Linked DNA regions of Mus musculus: all the other regions are linked to region 3. A link is a contact called in public HiChIP or PLAC-seq data. All regions are on one chromosome and are shown on one strand. The core of a region is the stretch at or near the end of the contact, and the rest is flanking DNA. Distances in the headings are between cores, read along the strand shown.

The links. HiChIP or PLAC-seq counts read pairs in DNA pulled down with a chosen protein or histone mark.
Region 1: a contact with region 3 is called in an H3K4me3 HiChIP or PLAC-seq map of pro-B cells, with 4 times the contacts expected there. The contact joins the enhancer-like site here to the promoter of Cd84 in region 3. A contact is called at or near these places in 12 of 39 promoter capture datasets (the C10 cell line, the HPC-7 cell line, cranial neural crest and 7 more), 1 of 15 datasets of contacts at CTCF or cohesin (CD8 T cells), 6 of 484 Hi-C or Micro-C datasets (the AML12 cell line, the HPC-7 cell line, bone marrow-derived macrophages and 3 more), 23 of 115 datasets of contacts at active chromatin or transcription factors (the 230-238 cell line, CD4 T cells, CD8 T cells and 16 more) and 5 of 9 other capture datasets (adipose tissue, embryonic stem cells, liver and 2 more).
Region 2: a contact with region 3 is called in a BATF HiChIP or PLAC-seq map of CD8 T cells, with 5 read pairs. The contact joins the enhancer-like site here to the promoter of Cd84 in region 3. A contact is called at or near these places in 1 of 39 promoter capture datasets (erythroid cells), 3 of 115 datasets of contacts at active chromatin or transcription factors (CD8 T cells, bone marrow-derived macrophages and microglia) and 2 of 9 other capture datasets (adipose tissue and liver).

What each region holds. Positions count from the first base shown.
Region 1 is chr1:171,993,841-171,998,418 of GRCm38.p6, reverse strand. No RefSeq gene overlaps it. Among named protein-coding and RNA genes, the nearest start is that of Vangl2, 31 kb to the left of the region's middle. Within about 2 kb of position 3,233, at least 31 of the 459 cell types and tissues checked have an H3K27ac peak or open chromatin away from gene starts, as enhancers often do. A contact at or near this core is called in CD8 T cells, heart atrium, pro-B cells and 1 more, where this site is marked.
Region 2 is chr1:171,629,141-171,633,467 of GRCm38.p6, reverse strand. It overlaps Slamf7 (SLAM family member 7), which reads left to right. Exons shown (of 8, transcript NM_144539.5): 8 at 1-1,065. Among named protein-coding and RNA genes, the nearest start is that of Mir7683, 11 kb to the left of the region's middle. Within about 2 kb of position 1,822, at least 83 of the 459 cell types and tissues checked have an H3K27ac peak or open chromatin away from gene starts, as enhancers often do. A contact at or near this core is called in CD8 T cells, adipose tissue, bone marrow-derived macrophages and 1 more, where this site is marked.
Region 3 is chr1:171,838,092-171,842,335 of GRCm38.p6, reverse strand. Cd84 (CD84 antigen) reads right to left here and starts at 2,639. Exons shown (of 9, transcript NM_013489.3): 1 at 2,538-2,639; 2 at 1,633-1,756. The coding sequence starts at 1,678.

The DNA of each region.
Region 1 (4,578 bases), core at 1,984-4,483, 160 kb before region 3:
TACTAAGGACTGGAAAGATGGCTCAGTCAGTAAAGCGTCTGCCACACAAGCATGAAGACCTGAGTTCAAATTCCTAGTACTCATATAAAAAGCCAAGGAGCTAAAGGGGTCTGCAACCCTATAGGTGGAACAACAATATGAACTAACCAGTACCCCCGGAGCTCGTGTCTCTAGCTGCATATGTAGCAGAAGATGGCCTAGTTGGCCATCATTGGGAAGAGAGGCCCCTTGGTCTTGCAAACTTTATATGCCTCAGTATGGGGGAACGCCAGGGCCAAGAAGTGGGAGGGGGTGGGACTTTTGGGATAGCATTTGAAATGTAAATGAAGAAAATACCTAATTAAAAAAATAAATTAAAAAAAAAACTGGGTAGCAACTGGTTTTGCTGAGGAGGAAGGGAGACAGACAGATCTCTGGAACTCATTGGCCAGTCAGCTTAGCTTCACCCTGTCTCGAAAAATAGGACAGAGAGCAATCAAGGAAGACACTACCTTCACATGCATGGATATGTGCACATACCCACACAAGTTCAACACACACACACACACACACACACACACACACACCAATATGGACACATAGGACCTTTAGCCATTGTTGTTTTGTTTTTTTTGTTTTTTTTTAAAAGATTTATTTATTTATTATATGTAAGTACACTGTAGCTGTCTTCAGACACACCAGAAGAGGGAGTCAGATCTTGTTACGGATGGTTGTGAGCCACCATGTGGTTGCTGGGATTTGAACTCTGGACCTTTGGAAGAGCAGTCAGGTGCTCTTACCCACTGAGCCATCTCACCAGCCCCCTGTTGTTTTGTTTTGAGATAGATAGGGTCTCATATATCCCAGACTCTCTTGGAGATGACCTTTAACCTCCTGAGTTCTGGGTTTTTAGGCCTACATCACCACGTTCAATTTAGGTCGTGCTAGGGCTTTCTGGATGCTAGACAAGCATCTATCAGTTGAGCTATACTCCAGTCCCTTGTTTCTTTATTAAAGATTCTTTCTTACATGGGCACAAGAATACTTCTCTTGAGACAACACCCCTGTCCTCTTTGTAGTTAAGCCTGTGGAAGATCACTTCTATTTGTTGTTCTCAGTTCACCTCGCGGTCAGATTTCGACTTACTATGGCTGAATCTCTACGTCAAACCTTTGAATGATTGAAATATAGAACAAATGCCTCTTAGTATACTAAGTTTTGGTTCAGTGCCTTGATATTCCCAGCCTGGTACTAAAAGTACTTTACTTTGGCTGGTAAAGATAGTGGCTATGATGCTGCTCTCACTGAATTGACCCTTGTGGACTGTGGAGCAGTCTATTTAACATCTTGAACCTCTTCCTCTAAAAGGTGGTCCAGGCTGGGCATGGTGGGGGACGCCTTTAATTCCAGCACCCTGAAGGCCGAGGAGGCAGATGAATCTGTGAGATTGAAGCCAGCTTTGTCTATAGAGTGAGGACAGCCAGGGCTACGCAGAGAAACCCTGTCTTGAAAAAAAATCCCAAACCCAAACCAAAAGCCAGTCTAGGAACAAATCGCCCTTTGACTGGATCTCAATGCTTGTCAACAAGACCATATTTTCTTTTGGGGTTTGCTAGAAGGGACAGTCGTGTTCTCAGTCATGTGTCAGGTAACAAAGGGTGTTTGTAACCGTTAGCTACAGAAGCTACAGTCTGGAAGCACTTCAGCTATCACCGAAGAAGGCAGGGACTCAGCTTAGTGCATTGTCAAGGTCATGACATAGCTGCTCCAATGGGATTGTCTAGCCTTTGGCTTTGTAATGTTGCTGAAAAAAAAATAGCAGGCTGTGGTTCTTGGTGAGGTGACACGATGTTACACTCAGTGATTTGTTATTAGCTTATTTTTTTTTTTGTGGGGTGGGGAGAGGAACAATTCAATCTACAGAACTGAAAGTCAACTACATAAGATAGCTCCTGATTTTCTTTATTAGTCTAAGCAAGTGATGGGAAGGCTCTTCCAGTTGCTGGGAAAGTTGCATGGGAGAAAGTCAGCTTTTGGAAAACTATTGCGTCAGTGCATGGTAAAGTAGTAGGAAGGAGAGAGGGAGGGAGGGAGGGAGGGAGGGAGGGAGGGAGGGAGGGAGGGAGAGAAAGGCAGGGAAGAGGGGGAGAGGGAGGGAAGGGAAAGAGAAGGAGGGAGGGAGGGAAGGAGGGAGGGAGGGAGAGAAAGAGAGAGAGAGAGAGAGAGAGAGAGAGAGAGAGAGAGAGAGAGAGAGATATGCAGCTTGGAACAGCAAATGTCACACATGGAATCGGTGGAATAGTGGGAAAAGGTACTGGCTTAGATGGTTTAGGAAACATGGGCAAGGCATAGGTTTCTCTTACCTCAGTAAGTTTCAGGAAGATGTTTCTTTATGCTAGACATTGGGATGCAGAGATATATAAACCATGGCTTCTATTCCCTAGGAGCTCCCAGGGCTTTTGCTAGCACAAATGAGAAATACTATTGTGGCTATTTTGTCTCCTACTGTTGACACCTAAGTTATTATAATGTCCCCCAGAGGAGGTCCAGGGGACAGACTGAAGCAAGCAGTGAGAATGTGAACCATTTTGAAGCCACCGCTCAAAAGGCTACCTGTACACCGGTATCCTGTAAGAGAATCTGTGGTTGAGAAAACAAATTGAATCTAGTTAATAGTTTATTTGTTCTCACTTTAGGACACAACTAGCCTGTGCTATTTGTGGCTTAGCCAGGACAAATATGTGCTTTAAACTGGAAAGGTAGGCTTTTAGGGCAGCACGTCTATGTACGTTACTATAGTGGTGGATATTATCGTAATTTGTTCAACTCCGCAATGTAGCTTACCAAGACTGAACTGCAATGCCAGCTATGGACTCTGACGCTGTGAGTCATTGTAGGTTTGCCAGTTGTGACCAATGTTCCACTCCATGCAGGATGCTGATCATGGGGGAGGCTGCGTAGGTGGGGGGACGGGGAACGTGAGGAAAATCTCTGGGCATTAGACTCCACTTTCCTGAGAAACCACAACACTTAGAAAAATGAAGTCTGTATATGTAAAACAAACAAAACCCTAAGTAAAACACCATGTACAGCCATATGTAGTTTTAAACATAGATCGAACAATAAAAGCACTAGTATAGTTGTTAAGATTTCAGTTTAAAAAAAAAAGTGGAAATGTGATGCAAAACATCTGAGAGGAAGGGGAGGGCCTCCTGTGCTACCACAGATGCCAAACATTTGCATGACCTTCACTGTGGGGGAGACCGGTTAGGGTGGGTTTGTTCCTTACACGTTCCTCTTAATGTTGGTTCCCACTGATACCCTAGCATGTAATTTTAGGTTAGAGTTTTTACAGTCTAGATTAACTCCATTTGAGGGGTTGTTATCTTCTGGCTCTGTGCTTATCTCCTAACACAGTCCCTTCCCCCATAACAATGGGGTGGAACTGGAGAGAAAGCAGATACAACTTACCCTGCAGATTTTGTTTGCCAGGGCTGCTATGAGATCTGAGGCCTCTTGATTTGGGGCATATTAAACAACTGGACACCAGGGGTCTTTCTTTCTTAGATTGAAAAGTTCAGGTGGTTTATTCTATCTTGAAACAGCTCCCCGCAAGTAGAGCTGGCTCAGCTGTCACTGTGCCTATGACAAGTGTGCAGATCATTCAAGCACCTGCTAGAAATGCAGAGTCTCATCCAGCAGGTCTGGCACAGGCCCTGGGTTTCTCTGTGTAGCCTTAGCTGTCTTGGAACTTGCTCTGTAGACCAGGCTGGCCTCGAACTCAGTGATCCACTTGTCTCTGCCTCTGGGATTAAAGGAGTATGTCACCACTGTCAGACTAAGAGTGTACATCTTGAGGGTCTGGTGCCTTAGTAGCTTGGGCTGCCATGACAAAGTACCACAGATTGGATGACTTAACAGAATTTCATTATTTTATGGTTCTAGGAGCTAAAATCTGAGGTTTATGTGGCTGGGATCTGGAGAAAAATCTTGGGTTGGGGGTAGCATTCCTCTTATGATGGCATCACGTTGGGGGTGGAGAGGGAGAGAGATACCAGGTTTCTGATCTCTAACCAGGTAAATGATTTCACAGTGAGACTTCTCTCTCACACCCCTTTATTACCCTAATTTCTTCTCAAATAATTAGGTGGAATTAGGTGAGACTTCAGCATCTAAATTCTGAGAACATAATTCAGTTCACAGCGCTAGAAGATGTAGCTGATGGTCTCAGGCTACCTGGAGTAGCAAGGCCCTAAGAGAAAGCTTGTGTACCCATGAAGTTTAAGGGGTCAAAACATGCCTTAATAAGAAAAAAATACTTAAATTGGACAGTGACGGTGCATGCTTTTAAACCCAGCACTTGGAAGGCAAAGGCAGAGGCAGTTGGAGCTCTGTGAGTTCAAGGCCAGCCTTGTCTACAGAGTGAGTTCCAGGGCAGCCAGGGCCACAGAATGAAACTTTGTCTTGAAAAACAAAAACAAAAACAAAAGAAGGTTCCTCTTGGGGAATTCCTTGTGTCTGACTTGTTGTGGGTGCTCTTTGCACGTTCAGTACTCAGCATTACCCTATTTTAAAAAGAAAGAACGAAAAAAAAAGAAT
Region 2 (4,327 bases), core at 573-3,072, 210 kb after region 3:
AAGAAAATTTTCAGGCACTGAAAACACCCGAGAAAGAGGCCACGTGTGGTTTTGGTTGGAAGGTCATGGAAACAGGCCTCCTCAAACCCATTGGAACATACATGATGATACCATGTACCCAAGATGCCAGATACGGAGCTTCAAGGCTTATACCTCTCTGCTGAGTTTTCTCCTATCTTTGGCTCTTTCTTTGCCACGCCCCATCCCTCCCTTTTGGAATGTGAATGTTTCCTCTGCCATTGTGCATTGAAAGTATGTGAGTTTTCTATTTTTTAAGAGCTCACAACTAGGACTTTGCCTTACATCTCATAAAAGACATTGGACATTGAACTGTTATGGCTAGGGACTCTTGAAGTTAGATGGAATGTGTTTTGCATTGTGTGATGACCGTAGGCATATTGAGCCAAGACCTGTGAGCCAAGACGGGAGTGTTATGGATTGAGTCGAAAAGATTCAAGGTTGCGGGCTTGTGTGGTTCAACACTTGGTGTTATTTAAGGGTGCTGTAGACCCTATAGAAGATAGAGTCTGTCTGCAGACGGTGAGTCTCCAGGAGGCAGGCCTAGAAAGTGACAGTCACTCCTGGCTCTGGGCAAGCCTTCTGCTCCACCTCAGGCAGAATCCTGTCCACCATGTTATGAAGAAGCAGACATTGCAAACTCCCTCCAACACAGGCCAAGCCCCTAAAGCCGCCATGCCTCTGATGACAATGGATTATAACCTCTAGAACTCAAAATCGAAAGCAGGCCCTTCCCCTGTAAGTTGCTCCTGCCAGGATTTTGGCAGTGTGGTAGCTGATACCACTTCCTTCCAGAATAAGCTATTCTCAGCCTCTTTGGACTCTGAGGTTCATCGTCCAATTGCTGAGAACTCTCCTCAAACCCAGAATCTGTATTCCTTTCTGCCAGTGTGACTGAATCTGTCAGTTAGCCCAGAGAAAATGACTGGGAGATGCCTGAAATTGCTCCAAATAAGTCTATTAATTTATTAATGGAACCAGCAGCTATGAGCCAGGTGCTGTGTTACACTTTCATGGATTGTTGCAATACACTCACTCTTGCTTGATATCTCATGAACCACTTTATAGGGCGCCACAGAAATACTAACTACGGAGTCCCAGAAGGGTATGTAGGTACCAATGGCCAAAATGCACAAGGACAGAAAATCCAAACATACACCTATGTTTGTCTGGTACCATTTGAGGTCCTTTAAAGCAGATGATGGAGGACAAGGACCCCTCATCTGGACTTCAACTATACCTACATGCTCCAAGGGAACCGTGTACGCCCTGAGCCTACAGAGGAGTCCATCTTTAAAAATAGAGAAATAGCCTGCATACAAATTTTTGATCTAGTCTAAGACCTAGCATCACAGATAGAGTCTGGGGTTTGATGGCTTGAAAACCTTTACAGTTGTGTTTGTTTGTTTGTTTGTTTGTTCCCAATGAGTCTTTATTGAGAACCTCTACTAGGTTAGTCTTCTAGGTAAAACAGACATATATCCTCCCCCAAAAAATCTTATTTTCTTTTTCTAGTGTCATGGAAGAGACATGGGAACAGGTAGAGTAAGGGTGTGTGTGTGTGTGTGTGTGTGTGTGTGTGTGTGTGTGTGTGTGTGTGTGTGTGTATTTGATGTGCTCCCAGAACAAGAACTACATGTCTTCATGAGAATGCTGAAAGGGAACTAAGGTTCCAGGGTTGAGGGATATGAAATCAAGGAGACAAATCTATGTTTAAAAGAGAAGAAGCCAAGATGCTGTCTTGAGCTGATGGGAGGGGAAGTGAAAGCTAAAAATAGGATGTATTCCCCAACACGTGGCAACTCTGTCATAACCACAAAGAGCTGAGCTAGGCTTTGCCCAGAGCTGCCTAGGCATCTGTCCAAGGCACAGTTGTGAATGCTACTAAGCACTGTGTGCTAATTACTGTGTTTATTACTTTACTTTTATGAATAAATAAAATATTATTTAAATAAAATCAGTACGTATTAAGGAAGGGTTCCCTGAAATTCTCTCAAAGGTGAGAGGTAAGGCGCAGAGCAGCATCTGAAGAGAACTATTTACAGTATGGCCGGAAGAAGCCAGGGCTTCACATTGGTCCAGGTGGTTGTGAGTTTTATCTGTAGTTTAGTCTGTAGTTTTATCTCCATGACCCACGTCCTCTGTATTGATCATTTTAAAGGCACTGCAGAATTCGCATACAGAAAACATGTGTTGTGTTGCTATTTGCAGTAGACACACTCTGGAGACTGCCTAAAAGTGAGGTGGGAAATGAGGGTTACGTGAGCGCAGGCTTTAAGAGCACAGGCTTTAAGAATGCAGGGCAGAGTGCCAGAGAGGCAGCTCAGCAGTTAAAAGGACTGGCTGGTTTTCCAAAGGACTCAGGCTTAATCCCCAGCACTGAGGAGGTGGCTCACAACCATCTGTAACTCCAGTTCCAGGGCATCTGGTGCCCTCCTTTGGTTTCCATGGGCACCAGGCATGTACACGGTACATACATATACATACCAATAAAATGTCTATACACATAAAATAATGTAATTAAGCTAAATTTTTTAAACACAGGTTCTATAGTCAGGTGTGGGGGATCTATGCCTATAATCCCAGCACTGAAAGGCGAGCCACAAATTTGAGGTCAGCATGGACTGTATAGGAAGACGCTGTCAATATTATTATTATTATTATTATTATTAATTGTTGGTTTTATGCATTTACTTTTTGTGAAAATTAAAATTAATTTATGGTAGAACTTGCTTATAATCTTAGCCAGAAGGACCATCTAGGTCCATCTAGAATTATTTGAGGTCCATCTAGACTATATAAGACCTTATCTTTAAAAAAAAAAAAAGCCAGGTGGTGGTGGCACACACCTTTAATCCCAGCACTTGGGAGGCAGAGGCAGGCAGATTTCTGAGTTCAAGTCTGGTCTACAGAGTGAGTTCCAGGACAGCCAGAACTACACAGAGAAACCCTGTCTAAAAAAAAAGAAAGAAAGAAAGGAAGGAAGAAAGAAGAGAGGGAGGGAGGGAGGGAGGGAGGGAGGGAGGGAAGGACACGTCATACATTTGTGTAAAGCTAGAAAATGTCATGGCATCACAAGTGGAAAAGGTAACACGCAGAACTGAATGCGCTCCATGAGTACCACTGCACTGAAAGACATGCCTTGCAAGAAACCCAAGCAGCCCAAGCACGGTGTGAACTGAGTGTCGTCGTGTGTGGCTGTAATGGCTGCACTCCACAGGTGTTGGCAAAAAGGTCAGAAACTCAAGACTCCTGTGTTAACAAGCCGAGGGGGGGGGAGTGGGCTGGTGAGATAGATGAGACACTGTTCCTAAATAAATAAAAAGGAGAGGAAGAGGGAGAGAAGCCAATTCTCTTCTCTGCCCTTCAGTTAATATGAAGTATATTTAAAATAAATCTATGTGTATGAAACAAATGAAAGAAAATACATCAAAACTATTAAGACTGGTTGCTGGAGAGAGTACAAGTTTGTCTCTTACGTGTGTGTACGTGTGTGTACGTGTGTGTGTGTGTGTGTATGTGTGTGTGTGTGTTCATTTTCCAAATGCTTTTCAATTTAAGAAAATGTTCACTGTATAGCAGAATGGAAGACATTTTAAATAGATTTGTGGTGAGAGCAAAAGAGCTGGCGTCTGCTAAGAGGAGGTGAAGGGGAAATCTGAAACCCACCTACTAAAACTGTGGTTTCGGAAGGTGGAAAATGCCCCTCTATGGGAGAATAGAGGAAGACCCTCCCACAGTGATCACAGGAAAAGATTAATTTCTGTCAGAGCCTGTGGCTTGAATCTGTGGTGGGTTATGGGCAGACAAAGAGAGCCTGGGCTTTGACTCCAACACTTGCCGTCTCCTCTTCTCTGGGAACTAACTCACATAGTAAATAATTAGGACTATCATCACACTCTCATCTCCATCACCACCACCCCACCCTTGAATTAAATGGGGCCTGAAATCTATGAACTCAATATTTCACGATATTAGCTGCAAAAGGTTCCTTCCTCTTGAGCTCGACCTGTAGGCAAAGGAAACCACCAGCTTGTCAGTGTGAAAAGTCACACCACCTCCCAGGCCCACCACATACAGCCCTCCAACCTGCGTGGTGGAGGACTTGTGAAATGTGAGAAATGAGTTCTCAGACGGAGAAACCTAATTAAGAGAAAGAAGGGGGAGCAACATTTTATGTACCATTTCAGAAAGGCGCCTGCTCATGCACTCACACACACACACACGTCACACATCTGTCCAACAGCACTACTGAGTGCAACTAATGCCAGGCACTGTTCAAAATAGAGCACAGAACAGAGGTCAGTGC
Region 3 (4,244 bases), core at 1,390-3,889:
ATGGAAGTCTGTGTGTAAAAGAATACAAAGAGATCCATACTTATGTTTGTGAACAAAACTCAAATGCAAGTGGATCAAAAACTTTAACATAAAAACTGATAAGGGAGAAAGTTGGGGCACACCCTTGTACTCATTGGCATAGGAGAAGAATTCTTGATCAGAAACTGAGGTGCAGGCAGTAAGACCAACGATAAATGAAACTTCTTGAAACTGAAAAGCTTCTATAAGGCAGAGCATACTGTCATTTGGACAAAATGGCAGCCTACAGAATGGGAAAAGATTTTTTACCAACTTTACATTTGATAGAGGACTAATATCTAAAATACATAAAGAACTCAAGAAGCTAGATATCAAGAATTTAAATAACCCAATTTAAAAGTGAAGGTACAGATCTAAAAGAGAATTCTCAATAGAGAAAATGCAAGTGGCTGAGAAATACTTAAATACATGTTCAGCATCCTTAGCCATCAAAGAAATGCAAACCAAAATTATTTTGAGATTGTATTTCATACCTGTCAGATTGGCTAAGATCAATAACACAAGTGACAACTAATTTTGGCAAAGATGGGGACTAAGGGAAACACTCATTCGTTGCTGGTGGGAGTGAAAATTTGTAAGTCACTCTGAAAATTGATATAGCCATTCCTCAGAAAGTTAAGAATCAGTATACCCCAAGACCCATCTATACCACTCGGGCACATACCCAAAAGATGTGTCCTATGACTACAGGCACACTTGCTTAACCATATTCATTGCTGCTTTGTTCATTATAGCCCCAAACTAGGAACAATCTAGATCTCTCTTCACAGAAGAATGAGTAAAGACTCCGTGGTGCACTTAAACCATGGAGTATTACTTGGCTCTTTAAAAAATCGACATAATGAAATTTTCAGGCAAATGGATGGAACTAGAAAAAAAATCATCATATTATATTTTATTTTGACATTTTTTTTGTTGTTTAGAAGTCAGCTCTTTTCTAATGAGAGACAGAAAGGGAGTAGATGTAGAAGGGGGGAAGGTGGAGAGGGACTGGGAGGAGTTTAGGGAGGGGAAACTCTAACTAGGACATATGGTATGAAAAATCTTCTATTTTCAACAAATAGGGGCAAAGAAACAAAAATGAACCATTGGTTCTTAGCCTACTTGCTAGTGATTTCCATTATGTGACTCCAGTGAGAGCATTAATTAAGTAATTAATTAACTACCTAACAAATATTTATTAAATGCCTACTATGTCCCAGGCATACACAGATCATACCAGTTAAGACAAGAGAATAAACAGATGGAAATACAAAAGGAAAATCAAGCTGAAATGATGCTGGAAACCAAAAACTTAACCCAAATAAACAGTGCAACAACCCATAGGACAATAGGAAGAGGAGGGACCAGGAGTTGAAGGCATAGGTAGGAAAGGGGACAGAAAGTGAAAGAAGACTGGTTTAATGTGATGAAGCACATTGCTTGGGTCTTAAGGTCTCACTCTAGTTCAGTAGGTTGAGTGTAATATGAACAGAAAGCCCAGGAAATTCTGCTGAAACGAGATCAAAGGGACACGTCCCTGCCCTCCCATGTGTATTTTCTAAAAAGTTATGACATAGTAGGACTTCAATACTAACAAGGTTCAGAACTCACAGGTTTGTAGGCAAAGGAACCAGATCCACAGATGGCGCTGGGCCATGTCCAGTCAGACTCCAGTCTTCTGAGGAAAAATAACTGGTGTGGTAGCTGCTTTCACTTCAGTGTGGTGTTTCCGGAGCTGGAGGGAGGAAGTGTGAGCTGATTAAGATGTGTTACTTCTTAACCTACTTACTAGTGTTTTCCATTATACAACAGCAGTGCATATTCATTATTAATTATCCAACAAATATTTATTAAGTGCCTACTATGTGCCAGACATATCATGGATGTTGATCAGTAGCTATAAAGTAATGAGTTCCCTTTGTGGAGTTTATATTCTTTATAGAGGGATTGATAATTATACAGGAAATTTCAGTAAATGGTGATATATGCTGCAGCAGGAAGAAATGCAGGGTGGAGGCATCTACTCCAGGCTAGGGTAAGTTAGGGAGATTTCTGAAAGGAATTGACAATGTAGCTGAGACAAATATGAAGAATGAACTAGTATTTTTAGGCAAGGGGTTAATTGTATTTTGAATCACAAGAATAAGCCATAGTCTTTGAGTTCAGTGTCTCCATGTTTGCATCCATTGCCTCCTGCCCACTGGCCCTATAAAGTCAGCATCTGTGATCTGGAGATTGCTGTATCTCTCCCACTGACCCACCATCACCTAGTTACATTAACTCCCCCACTCACGTCATGAATCAGCACCAATTGTCTCTACACCTGCCTCGCATGGACCCCTTAGTGAGACAAGCGCAGCTAAGCTGAGCACCCCAAGACCCACTCTGCACTCTCAGTGCAAGTATGTCAGATTCCAAAAGGCAGACACACATTTCCAGATAGCAAGCCAAAGATAGAGCCCTCAATGGATCTGAAGTCAGACCCAGAGGCAAACTAGATCCAGAGGACCCCTTCCCAGAGCATAACATCAGATTCTGGTCCAGAGCTGGTCCAGAAAGGTGTTCACCATCAGACAGAAAAGGAAGAAGTGGTCAGTCACAGAGGAACTCCAAGCACTGAGACGGGTTTGTGGAACCAGAAAAGGAACACGGGAGACACCACAAACCATCCAGCAGTAAATGAGCCGATTCCTGGTCATGACTGGTGCTGAAGATGATACCCTGCTCTCAGAGGAGGACTAGAGACACAGACCTTAGTAGTCCAAGCACAGAGAGAAATGACACCTCAACTGTACCATAACCCTCTGGAACATTGCAAATACTCAAGGAAACAAGAAAATTGACTCAAGAGAAACTGACCTTGACACCTGAGCTGAGAGCTCCACTTTAAAATCACATATTACACACAGACACACACACACAGACACAGCACACCCAGAGACACACACAGACACACAGACAGACACACATACCACACACACACAGAGACACACAGGCACACACACACAGAGACACACACAGGCACACGTATACAGAGACACACACAGACACACATACACAGACAGACACACACAACAAAAAAAGTAACAGGGATGGAAGACATAGTAAGGGACTGAGATATTAGGTCAAAGACAGTGACTGGTTTAATATAAGTGTGTAAAATGTGTGATATACTTAGGACAACATGGAAAGAGCAAATTTGTGAATTATGGAGTAAAAGAAGTTGAATTGCATGCTAAAGGTGTAAAAAATATTTTCCACAAAACCATAGTAAAAATAGTTCCACATTTAGGGAAATAGTGAAATGTACACAGAACACCAAATAGGCATGAATCGACAGATACACACACACCACACACAGAGTCACACACAGACATACACAGAGACACACACACAGACACACATAGACACACACACAGACACTCAGACACAGACACACAAATACAAACTAAAATAACTTGTATTGGAGAGATGGCTCAGTGGTTAGCACTGCTCCCACTTTCAGAGGACCTGGTTTTGATTCTCAGCACCTATAACTGTCTGTAACTCTCATTTCAGGGGATCAAACACTGTCTTCTGATCTCAGAAGGCACTGCACACATGTGGTGCACAGACATACATACAAACAATCATACCTTTAAAACAAAAAGTAACCAAACCTGTCTCTTCCTTAAACTACACTCCCCGGAGTAGCAACTCTTAATGGACGTGACTTAGACATAAACTTCCATAGAGTGATTATGAATATATTCTCACTTCTTGACATGTTCAAAGATATGAAGGCCCGCTTAAAGAAATGAAAGTAGACATGAATAAAAGTTTAATAATGATATAGGAAGCTAATTGTTAGATATGAAAGTGGAATTAAATAAAGAAATGGAAATATGAAAGAAAAATCAAACTGAATTGATGCTGAAAATGAAAAGCTTAAGAAAAATAAATATGCAGTGTAAGGCCTCTGCAACTAAATGTGTTGTACTGGCTAGTTTTGTGTCAACTTGACACAGCTGGAATTATCACAGAGAAAGGAGCTTTGGTTGGGGAAATGCCTCCATGAGATCCAACTGTAATGCATTTTCTCAATTAGTGATCAAGGGGGAAAGGCCCCTTGTGGATGGGACTATCCCTGGGCTGGTAGTCTTGGGTTCTATAAGAAAGCAGGCTGAGCAAGCCAGGGGAAACAAGCCAGGGGAAGCAAGCCAGTAAGTAACATCCCTCCATGA